Linked DNA regions of Ovis aries: region 2 is linked to region 1. A link is a contact called in public Hi-C data. All regions are on one chromosome and are shown on one strand. The core of a region is the stretch at or near the end of the contact, and the rest is flanking DNA. Distances in the headings are between cores, read along the strand shown. Region 1 holds the start of PIGF (phosphatidylinositol glycan anchor biosynthesis class F). Region 2 overlaps ATP6V1E2 (ATPase H+ transporting V1 subunit E2).

Evidence for each region. A called contact is a pair of places that touch in the nucleus more often than the background predicts.
Region 2: a Hi-C map of hypothalamus shows a contact between it and region 1, with 5 times the contacts expected there. The contact joins the enhancer-like site here to the promoter of PIGF in region 1. A contact is called at or near these places in 9 of 16 Hi-C or Micro-C datasets (blood, hypothalamus, liver and 4 more).

The regions. Positions count from the first base shown.
Region 1 is chr3:77,723,035-77,728,634 of ARS-UI_Ramb_v3.0, forward strand. It overlaps PIGF (phosphatidylinositol glycan anchor biosynthesis class F), which reads left to right and starts at 2,756. Exons shown (of 6, transcript NM_001280695.1): 1 at 2,756-2,803; 2 at 5,222-5,470. The coding sequence starts at 5,243. It overlaps CRIPT (CXXC repeat containing interactor of PDZ3 domain), which reads right to left and starts at 2,530. Exons shown (of 5, transcript XM_004005974.6): 1 at 2,451-2,530; 2 at 145-210. The coding sequence starts at 2,466.
Region 2 is chr3:77,865,115-77,870,901 of ARS-UI_Ramb_v3.0, forward strand. ATP6V1E2 (ATPase H+ transporting V1 subunit E2) reads left to right here. Exons shown (of 3, transcript XR_009599840.1): 3 at 4,580-4,741. Among named protein-coding and RNA genes, the nearest start is that of TMEM247, 11 kb to the left of the region's middle. Within about 2 kb of position 1,472, at least 1 of the 54 cell types and tissues checked has an H3K27ac peak or open chromatin away from gene starts, as enhancers often do. A contact at or near this core is called in hypothalamus, where this site is marked.

The DNA of each region.
Region 1 (5,600 bases), core at 1,506-4,005:
GGGAGATCTAGTATTCTTATAATGTTTAATAAATGAAGTATGCTGTACATATAACAATATTTCATCTTACAAATAATGTGAAAATGAAAACATTATTCACAGGAAGAATCTGATTCAATATCTATGTTCTAAAAGGAAAAATACCTGTGGTATTCCTTGCACCATCTTTCCATGTATCTGGAGTGATAACAGTACCAAGTTTCTTTTCACCTGTTATAAAAAGATAGTAAAAACAAGGGGGATTAGTGTTTACTCTCTAATAAATACACTACATTGTGCCTAAAGTTCATAATGGTATCACCAGTCATAATATGTACAAGCCTGTTAATGTTGGGGTCAGGGCCACTGAACTGAGACTTAAGATAACTGTGGCAATGGATAACTGACTCTCAAGTCAAATTTGTGGATAACAGGATGGCTTATAATAGGCTTCCTCTGCAAAGAGTCAGACATGACTGAGCAACTGAACTGAACTGCACATGTATAAACAAATCTGATAAACCTATTCAATCCATAAATATTTACTAAGCATCTCTGATGTATAAGCCATTGTACAAAGTACAGAGAAAAGTAAAATGAATTAGATAAAGGTCTAGATTTTAAGGAGTTTATAGCACACTGATTTCCCTAACAGTAGTTCATAGTCTGATTCTCACAGGTGGGCCACAGACGATATAGGAATAAGATAAAACCGTACACAAACTTTTTGTATATTCATTTTTAAGGAGACTATACTAAGTCCATAGTTTTCATCACATTCTCAGAGGGCTGAGAGAACCACCCCCAAAAGTTAAGAACTATTCAACTAAAATATAAGCTGGAAAATAACAGGTATAACAATTCAGAATTGTAGTATTAGGAGAAATCCCATGGAAGAAAAAAATAACGTTGATCAGGGAAATCCAGGAAACCTTTGTGGGAAAGGCAATAGAGAGGGTTAGTGGCAATGGCATTGGTAAGAGGAGAAAAGAGGATGAAGGTAACCTGGAAAAATGACATATCCTGGGGAAAGGCATGGAAAACTCAGGGTTATGTACATCCAGGCATACAAAACAGTTTGGTTTGGCTGAAGCGAAGAAAATAAGGGTTAGCAAAAATGAAGTTTAAAACGTAAGCTGAGGCTTTATTGTGGGGGGGGGGAGGTCCTCCCGAATGCCAGGCTCCAAATATAAAAACATCAAATTATTTTCTGTACTCAGAATTTAATAAAGAAACCATCCATGGTCATTCTTTCACTTAATATAAAAACTGTGATTCAAACTCACGGGCGTCTGTGTTCAAAGTTTTATACACTGTGGGGACAGAAACAAAACGGATCATGTTAATTATCAGGATATGAGAACTTGAATCTTTTTTACAGAAGAGTCAGACATACCTAACGGTAGGAAAAAGGTATTTGAGGATATGACAGCTCTTTTTAAACCTATAACCAGTTTGTGAAGTCAAAAAATCATATTTTCTAGAACTCTCAAGGGTTAGCATTAGAGTCACCAAATGGCAACTATAAGGAGGAAAGTGTTAGTCGCTCAGTCCTGTCTGACTCTTTGCGACCTCGGACTGTAACCTGCCAGGCTGCTCTGTTCATGGAATTCTCCAGTGAAGAATACCGGAGTGGGTTGCCATTCCTTCTCCAGGTGATCTTCCGGACCGCGGGACGGAACCCGGGTCTACCTGCACTGCAGGCAGATTCTATAGATTCTGAGCCATCAGGGAAGTCCATAAGGAGGAAAGACTTCTCTAAAAGCCAGTGAAAACTACAGGGACTTCTTTGAAGATGGTAAGATTCTCCTAGCCCCGTGCCTCAGTACTCTAGGCATTCATGCAAAGAGCACTTAAGTCATTGGGTGGGATCCTCATTTAGGCTTGTTAGATAAAGCACAGGACACCCAGTGAGATTTAAATTTCAGATAAACAAAGAATACTTTTTCAGTAAAAAATGTCATAAAAGTGCGTGCTTTGGGACAAAGTACTTAATAGTAGTAAGGAGAAGCAAACAAGGCCAAGTCTCAAATACTGCATAGGACATATTCACACTAAAAGTTATTCGTTGTTTACCTGAAATTCAAATTTAACTGGGCGTCGGGTACTTTTATTTGCTAAATCCAGCAACTCCAGATGTTGTGGAAGTGATTTTTAAGATCCATTCCAACCCTGAGGGTCTGTGAAGCGAGGGAGCCTGTCAAGAAGCAGTACAGGATGATAGCCGGGGTCGAGCGGAAGCAACCGAAATAGACAAAACGGGGCAAAACTGAGACCACCCCGAATCCAACAGATACAGGACTGTAGGTCATTGGGGAGGGGCCGGAACGGTCAAATAGCAAGACAGAAGGACAGAGACAAGAATCGGAGGCCTGTGGCCGAAAGTAAAACAGAGAAAGGCAAAGTTCCCAGGGAGTTCGAATTAGGGTCTCCCAGCCTCTTTTTCCCGGAGAAAAGTCTCCTTAACTCACATTTTTCGCACACCATCCTTTCGCGATGATACCCTCAGCCGCAGAACAAGCAGCAGCTGGAAGATATCAACACTACAGCCAAGAAAGAACTCCCCTTCCGGGTTACTAAAACCCACTTCCGGCCCCACCGCCCTTCGCCCCGCCTATCCTGCACCTGGAAAGCAGCGGGAGGAATGAACGCGAGCGAGAAGGCGGGGCTGTCTTCTTGGTCCGCCCCTCCACTTCTGCGATTGGCTGTGAGGCCTTGGGTCACCGCCCCACAGGCTGCGCCTGCGCGAGGCTCAGGGCAGTGAGTGGCAACTGATGGTGGGAGGTAGTAACCCTCGCTTCCGTTTGGCGGGCGGGAGAGATAGGTAAGCCCAGCCGAACGGCCCCGCATGCGAGCCTCCCGAGGCTGCAAGCCACTTTCGCCAACTGCCCATCTGGCCGGAAATCTCTGTCCCCGGCCAATTGGCGCCTGCTTGCCCCTCGAGCGCCGCCCTTCCGGCGTTACCCAAGGGTTTCCCTGATGGACTGGCCTCTTTCAGATACGTCTTTCTGTGTCTGTACCTCCGTTTCTGTTGGTCTCCACGTCTGTATTCTTTGATTATGCTTCTCAGCTTGTCCCTTGCTGCCCACACTCCGGTCGGTTGAGGCAGGCTTAGGCAGAGTCCAGAGCGATACAATTTGGGATGAAACTGCAGGTTAATGTCCCGCCAAGGCTCCTCTAGGAGTCGCTCAGAAGGGCCTTCTCTACCTCTGCAAGGCTTGAGGGCCCGGGTCAGGTCTGACTGCGGATGCTGGGTTCCTGGCCACCTGAGACGGCACCTGACCAGAGTCGTCCTTGGCTGGCCAGGACCTGACACAGGGCTGGTTTCTCAGAAGGGCAGCACTGGACCAACTCTTTGTTCATTCACTCATTCCGCCAGCCATCTGAGTTTGGGTACTGCTCACTGTCTTAGGTCCAGATCTGCTTGGTCAGTTGGGATTCTGAGGGTGGCCCAGAAAAATATCTGAAGGGTTGTCTACTGAGAGAATATATTCTAGATTTCCCTCCCCGGCCCTCAGCTGAGCATAGCACCCTTGAGAAACGTTTCCTTTCTTGCCATTCATTCTCTTCTCGACCCCTTGGCGTGTATATATCAGCGAGGCTAGGTTTTGAAATGGCTTTAGCACTTGAGAGCTTGAGACCTCGGAGTATTTCTTAATCTCTTTTAGCCTGTTTCCTTATCAGTAGAGTATTAATATTTGCCTTTGAAAAGTATAGTGTGAATTAATGAGAATGTTGGGATAAGGTGTGGATTCGCCCTTTTGCCCTAGTGGGTGCCCTGTGTGTGTGTCTATAAAATGTATACATATGCATATATATGTGTGTGTGTGTTTATATATATAGGCTTCCTTGGTGGCTCAGCAGTAGGTAGAGTGCTCAGTCACTCAGTCCTGTTTGACTCTCTGCAAACCTGTGGACTATAGCCCGCCATGCTCTTCTATCCATGGGATTTTATGGGCAAGAATACTGGAGTGGGTTACCATTTCCTCCTCCACAGTGCCTGCAAAGCAGGAAACTCAGGAGACCTGAGTTCAATTCTGACTGGAACAATCCCTTGGACAGAGGAGCCTGGCAGGCTACAGTCTGTGGGGGTCGCAAAGAATGGGACACGACTGTGTGAATGAGCACATTGTCCATATCTATATGTATGTATATATATGTTTTTCTGGACTGTTCACCACAGTGTAACCTGTGGACTATTACTTTAATAATTAACTCCTTTCTTAACATCAGTCCATACCATGTATAAGCTCTCTGTTAGGTAATTTGTAAATATGTACATACATCAAATATCTGTTTTATAGAAAGAAAGTAAATATTTTTCTTCCTTTCATTCATACCCTGCTTTTGGTTGGAATCTGGCATCTGTAACGGACATTGCCATTTTGGTATTTTTGCAGCACTGGGATTCCTTAGTTTAGCATAATGTTCTTTGAAGGCTCTTGATAACACTGGCCACCATTTGAGTATTCCAGTGTGTACCTGGTGTTACTTGGCATTTGCTAGAAAATGTGAACTACTGTGATGTTAGACAAAGGTCCATAATCGTAAAAAATGCCAGCAGTCCACCCAAAGTGTATTATGGGGTTCCTAGAATACATAGCTTATAATTCCAAAAGGGCAAGTTATTAACCTATGTCCTTTGTTTTCACCTCTGATTTTGGGAAAGGAAAAATACAATGGATTGCTTAAATAGTCCTAGCACATGACCATGTTGTAGAAACTAAACACAAATATGTAAGAAATTGGTTAATGTGTCCTTTTTTAGGCTGTGAGAACAGTCTGAACCATGTTAGTCCACATGTATGTTTCCACGTGTGCATCTCCCTGTTCTCTAGCTGCTGCTGCTGCCGCTGAGTCGCTGCAGTCGTGCCCGACTCTGTGCGACCCCATAGACGGCAGCCCACCAGGCTCCCCCGTCCCTGGGATTCTCCAGGCAAGAACATTGGAGTGGATTGCTGTTTCCTTCTCCAGTGCATGAAAGTGAAAAGTGAAAGTGAAGTCACTCAGTCGTGTCTGACTCGTAGCGACCCCATGGACTGCGGCCCACCAGGCTCCTCCGTCCATGGGGTTTTCCAGGCAGCAGTGCTGGAGTGGGATGCCATTGTACTCTAGCACTTAGACATTTTTACCCATAGAAAACTGACTTTGGTTCATGGCTTATTTTTAGATGTCGAAGCATTTAGGACAATGCAAAAAGTCATTATTGTCTATGTTCTTTTCTTAATTTGTTTTTCATTAGATAGCCACTCAAGAAAACACCATGAAAGATACTGACATCAAGAAACTACTGTATACCCATCTTTTATGCATATTTTCAATTATCCTAAGCGTCTTCATTCCATCATTCTTCTTGGAGAACTTCTCAATATTGGAGACACACTTGACATGGTTATACATCTGTTCTGTTTCTGCAACTGCCGTCAATTTAGTATTGTATTTAGTAGTGAAACCAAATGTGTCTTCTAAAAGAAGTTCATTATCATACAAGGTAAGGCTTATTTCTTGATAAATGATTTTTACATGTAGGTAATTTCTCTTTTACTGGAAGAATAAAGTATTAGTCAAGCACTTATTAGTCTATTTACAGTGAATAAAGAAGCTGATATTTTCCCCCAAGT
Region 2 (5,787 bases), core at 222-2,721, 140 kb after region 1:
TGTTCTAAAATCAGCTTGAACACCTGGAAGTTTACGGTTCACGTACTGCTGAAGCCTGGTTTGGAGAATTTTGAGCATTACTTTACTAGCGTGTGAGATGAGTGCAATTGTGTGGTAGTTTGAGCATTCTTTGGCATTGCTTTTCTTAGGGACTGGAATGAAAAGTGACTTTTCCAGTCCTGTGAATACTCCTGAGTTTTCCAAATTTGCTGGCATATTGAGTGCAGCACTTTCACAGCATCATCTTTCAGGATTTGAAATAGCTCAACTGGAATTCCATCACCTCCACTAGCTTTGTTTGTAGTGATGCTTCCTAAGGCCCACTTGACTTCACATTCCAGGATGTCTGGCTCTAGGTGAGTAATCACACCATGGTGATTATCTGGGTCGTGAAGATCTTTTTTGTACAGTTCTGTGTATTCTTGCCACCTCTTCTTAATATCTTCTGCTTCTGTTAGGTCCGTACCATCTGTCCTTTATTGTGCCCATCTTTGCATGAAATGTCCCCTGGGTATCTCTAATTTTCTTGAAAAGATCTCTCAACTTTCCCATCCCATTGTTTTCCTCTATTTTTTTGCACTGATTACTGAGGGAGGCTTTCTTATCTCTCCTTGCTATTCTTTGGAACTCTGCATTCATATGGGTATATCTTTCCTTTTCTCCTTTGCTTTTTGCTTCTCTTCTATTCACAGCTATTTGTAAGGCTTCCTCATGCAGCCATTTTGCTTTTTTGCATTTCTTTTTCTTGGAGATTGTCTTGATCCCTGTCTCCTGTACAGTGTCATGAATCTCCATCCATAGTTCATCAGGCACTCTGTCTATCAGACCTAGTCCCTTAAATCGATCTCTCACTTCCACTGTATAATTGTAAGGGATTTGATATAGGGACTTCCCTGGTGGCTCAGATGGTAAAAGCGTCTGCCTACAATGCGGGAGACCCAGGTTCGATCCCTGGGTTGAGAAGGTCCTATGGTGAAGGAAATGGCAGCCCACTCCAGTATTCTTGCCTGGAAAATCCCATGGACAGAGGAGCATGGTAGGCTACAGTCCATGGGGTCGCTAAGAGTTGGACACGACTGAGCGACTTCACTTAGTTCATGATCTAAGCCACAGTCAGCTCCTGGTCTTGTTTTTGCTGACTGTATACAGCTTCTCCATCTTTGGCTGGAAAGAATATAATCCATCTGTCAGTCTCTCCCATCAGGAAGCTTCCGTAAGCCTCTTATCCTTCTCCATCAGAGGGCAGACAGACTGAAAACCACAATCACAGAAAACAAGCCAATCTGATCACATGGACTACAGCCTTGCCTAACTCAAGGAAACTGAGCCATGCCGTGTAGGGCCACCCAAGACGGACAGGTCATGGTGGAGAGTTCTGGCAAAATGTGGTCCACTGGAGAAGGGAATGGCCAACCACTTCAGTTTTCTTGCCTTGAGAACCCCATGAACAGTACAATGTCTCTTTAGCGCCCTCTGCTGACAAAGCTTAATATCAGGAGCTGGCAAGAGAGATGCTTACAGGGCTTTGCTTCAGGATCAGGAGCTGGGCAATGAAGGGTGGATTTACAGTTGACAGGCAATAAATTGATAACTGACATAGCATGTAGGTGCTAGGAATTCAGTTCGCTGTCAACACAGCTGCCTCAGTACCCCAGGGGACGGTGCTGCCTTTTGAGAAGTTCACCCAGAACGATACTTCACAAGCCCCTTCCAGGTTCATGACCCTGTGCTGGATCCCGAGGCTCATCATATGCACTTCTCACCTTTGTGGAGCATGTGATCTGATTGGAGAGGGACAATGCTTCTCGACATTCTCTAGGCACACTCAAGCTCACATGCCTTCCTGACTTTTTGCTGGCAGTTTTCTCAGCCTACAAACCCCTCTCCCCTTTATCTCTACCTAGGAAAGTCCCTCCAGACTTCAAGGGCTATCCCAGCTACTGCCACCTGTGAAACTGTCCTTTGTGCATCTCTAGCTGTCTTGTGTTAAGTGACCTGGTGCTTGTCTCATTTTCCCTCTAGAGCAGGATGAGGGCAGGACATGCTGTCTCACAGCAGAGGCAGTCAAGGGTCAGTGTAGCCGATGGCCCTGATCAAGCTGTAGCTCCCTTCTGGCTAGTGAGTGGGAGGTAGGTAGGCCAGAGTGGCAGAGGGTCAAGGAGCTACATTTTCTCCTTTTCATCCTTACAGCCTCCAAGCAGAACCAGAGGCCTTACTTCTGACCACTTTCCTTGTTTGATCTCTCTACTGTGGTATGAGTAAATTAGCAGCAGATGAATCCCCACAAAAGTGGATATAAATTAAACGCCTGGGAAGTACAGTGATGGGTGTGGGAACCTTGCTATCTAAAAGAATTATATGTATCATTTCACAAAGCTGCTTCCCTCCCAATCTCTAATTTCTATAAATCCAACGGCTTTACATACTGGGCTTACTGAAGCAGTAAGCCAGTGGTGAAGCCTGAATACAGGTGCCCTTATGCTCTAACGAGGTGGAAGCTCCTGATGGGAGGCCTACTCCGATGAAGAGTTGGCATAAGGATGAAATTCTGGACTAGGATTGTTCAGAGCTGGAAATGGGGTGTGGAGACCCTCCAGCTTGGGCCTCAGGGGCTTTCAGCCCTGAGGCTGAAAATTCAACCAATTTCTGAATAACTCCTCTGGGGTGGCAGGAAGGGCCCAGTGGAGCACTGGAAAATGTTCTGACCCAGGGATTGAGGTCCTGGGGTCCTGGGTCGAGCTCTGCCATTGACTAAGTCAAGACCCTGGCAAGTTATTGGAACCCTCCGAGAATGCAGTTTCTGCACATAAGCACTGGAACCATGAAACCTGCCCTGCTTCTTATAGGCCTGTTATCCTTGTCCCCACATTACCACAGGTGAGCTAGGAGCTAGATGGTATAGCTGCTATTACGCTTGCCCTGAGCTGGTATTCTAGAATGTCCTGAATGAGATATGGAACGTCTCCCCTATGCTAATGCTGAAGTAGTCCCCCCAAAAGCCTTGAATGTTTCATCAGACACTCCTTTTTCATTTCATGTAACTTAACATAAACTTATTCCCGTAAAGAACGTTCCATCCTTCCCTCAAAGCTACAAGAGGAAGGCGACCTTAATTCAGTGAAGCACCGTTGGCCGACATTGCCCGCTTGTGGTCCAGCTTGTCCTTATGGGACCGCTTTCAGCCTAGGAGTTTTTCTGGAGGTTCTTGCTCCTGGTCATTTGCAGAATTCTCAGGTCACCCCAGAAAAGCTAAATCCACAAGGCCCCTGGGAGGCAATCCAGCTCGAAAGAACTCCTGATGGCAACCCGGATCTCCAGAACTGGCTGTGGAGTCTGTGTTCCAGGGGGGAGAGTAAGGTGTGCGGAACATGTCATGCTCAGAAATACTCATCAACTGATTATAAACAGAACCGTGGGAATGAGACCAGCAAAGGAAGGAGCCACTGAGGGGGTGGGTCTTTGTTCATGGGGACCTCTAGCAGGAAGGAGTCGGGAGCCATCCAGTAGGAGGAGGCATAGGAGAACTGTTATAGCAGCGTCTGGCTTTGTCCTGGGCCCTGGGGTACAAGCCCCAATCCTTGGGAGGGTGAAGGGCCACAGGGCTGCAGGCCCCAAAGTGGAATGACAGGCAGAAAATTAAGATACCAGGAGGGGTGAATGTGGCAGCGAATCAACTTCTGACGGGGCAGAGGACCAAATAAGGTGACGGGGCAGGACCAAAGCACTCAGGTCTTGGACCTGGGGTAGCAGGTGGCTGGGTTTCCAGAGCTGGGGGCTAGGTTAGAGCAGGCCTGGACCTGAGTGTGACCTGTGCCTATAAATGCTATGTCATCTCACAGGGACTAGAGGCCTCTGGATAGACAGAAGTCTCCAGAGGGGAGTCAAACCTGTGGGAAAGGATTAGGGGCCTCTTGCTGTGAGTGAGGAGATGTAATCATTCTATGCCAGTTTTTAGATTTTTACAGGGTTGCAGGTAAGCTGTGGGCCTGGCAAATTCTGAAGGAGCTTAGATTGTGTTTCTTCTCTGCTGGCCCTAGCAGGGCCCTAGCTCCCCTCTGACAGCTCAGGTCAGCTCCCCCCGGCCCCCGCACCTCCAGCTTGAATACCTGCTCTGAGCCTCAGAGTAACTTCCCAGCCCAGAAAACAAAGGTGCCGCCTGTCACTTGAGAGGGGTCACATCTACTGACTCACACCTTGTGGTGGTGGCTGACGGAGGCTCAGAAGCATCTCCCAGACATATCTGCACTCGAACTAATGTCAAGGCCTCCACACGCCGATGGTGGAATTTTAGGTGCAGAAGCAGAATAATGGAAGACATGGCTGGGAGTTTGGGGAAGGCCCCTGAAAATTCCACGCTGTGCCACAAGATGACAAAAACCCCATCAGCTTAAAATCCCAGCATGCACAGTGGGAGCCTCCCTAAAAACCCACACGTGGGCCATGGCTATGGCGTCTCTGCTGGTGAGCAGCCGCTTGCATTGCTGGCAGGATCAAAAACGGTTCACTCTGACAGGGACTGCCTCGCACCTGTGTCTCACCTGTGGTTTACAGGCGTTTTTGATGTAATTTTTGCTTTCAGGTGTCATCTTTGAGCAGCATTTCCTGGAAAGCCAAGACTAAGGGATGCATGTGAAGAGCAAGTTCCCAGGATCAGATGGGATCTGGGAAGCACTGCAAACCTTCTCCCCCTCCCCTTCCAGAAACTCCCAGTTCACATCAGCATAATAAAGGTCTAGCCATGAAGGAACCTGTTTAGCCTGCAAATTTATTTGCTCTGCACTCACTCTGCCTTGTGTGCTCCGTGTTTCCTGCTCTTAGAACTGCCTGCAAAACTCAAGGGACCCCACCTTAGGGATGCTGGCTCATTATTAGAGGGTGGGCTGGAATGAGCTTCGACCTGCAGAAGCTGTCTGAAAGTCTCTGACTCCGGTGTACCTGAGTTCCCAGCAGCTTCCAGGGGTTTCCATAGCAGTGTCAAACTACTTCCATTATCTATCTTGGCTACTACCTTGGGTCATCCCCCAGGGGGATTGCCAGATTTAACCACTAAAAATACAGGAGGACCAGCTGGGACTGATGGCAAAGCTCCAATACTTTGGCCACCTGATGCGAAGAGCCAACTCATTGGAAAATACCCTGATGCTGGGAAAGACTGAGGGCAGGAGGAGAAAGCGGTGGCAGAGGATGAGATGGTTAAATAAAATCATTGACTCACTGGACATGAGTTTGAGCAAACTCCAGGAGATAGTGAAGGACAGAGGAGCCGGGTGTGCTGCTGCAGCGCATGGGGTCACAAAGAGATGGGCATATCTTAGCAACTGAACGACAACAAAGCTAAACAAGTAATCGTGTTTTAGCATAAGTATATCTCGTGAGGTGTGCCAGCCCTGTCTGGAAGATGCATGAGAGGTGTGGGTGCCTCTGGGAACACGTGGACACAGCTCTGCAGAAGACCCAAACTGTGTCCTCAGTATCATTCCCTGAGGCCTCCATAGCCAGTCACTGATAGGCCTCGGGCTAGGGCTGCACAGGCATTGCCTCATTTAACTCCCCTCAGCACAGACTCTTATCATCACTCCTGTTTATGCATGAAGAAACCGCAGCTCAGAGAAGTTAAGTGGTTTGTCCACGTCACACAGCTGTGATGCAGCCAAGTTGAGATCCAAACCCAGTTTCCTTTTACTCCAAAGTCTGTTGTTTTACTTCCTCTTGGCCACAGCATTTACTGTCTGTCCCACACCTGTGGGCTGAACCAGCGGCTCTGCAGCACCCCAGTCCCCCAAATCA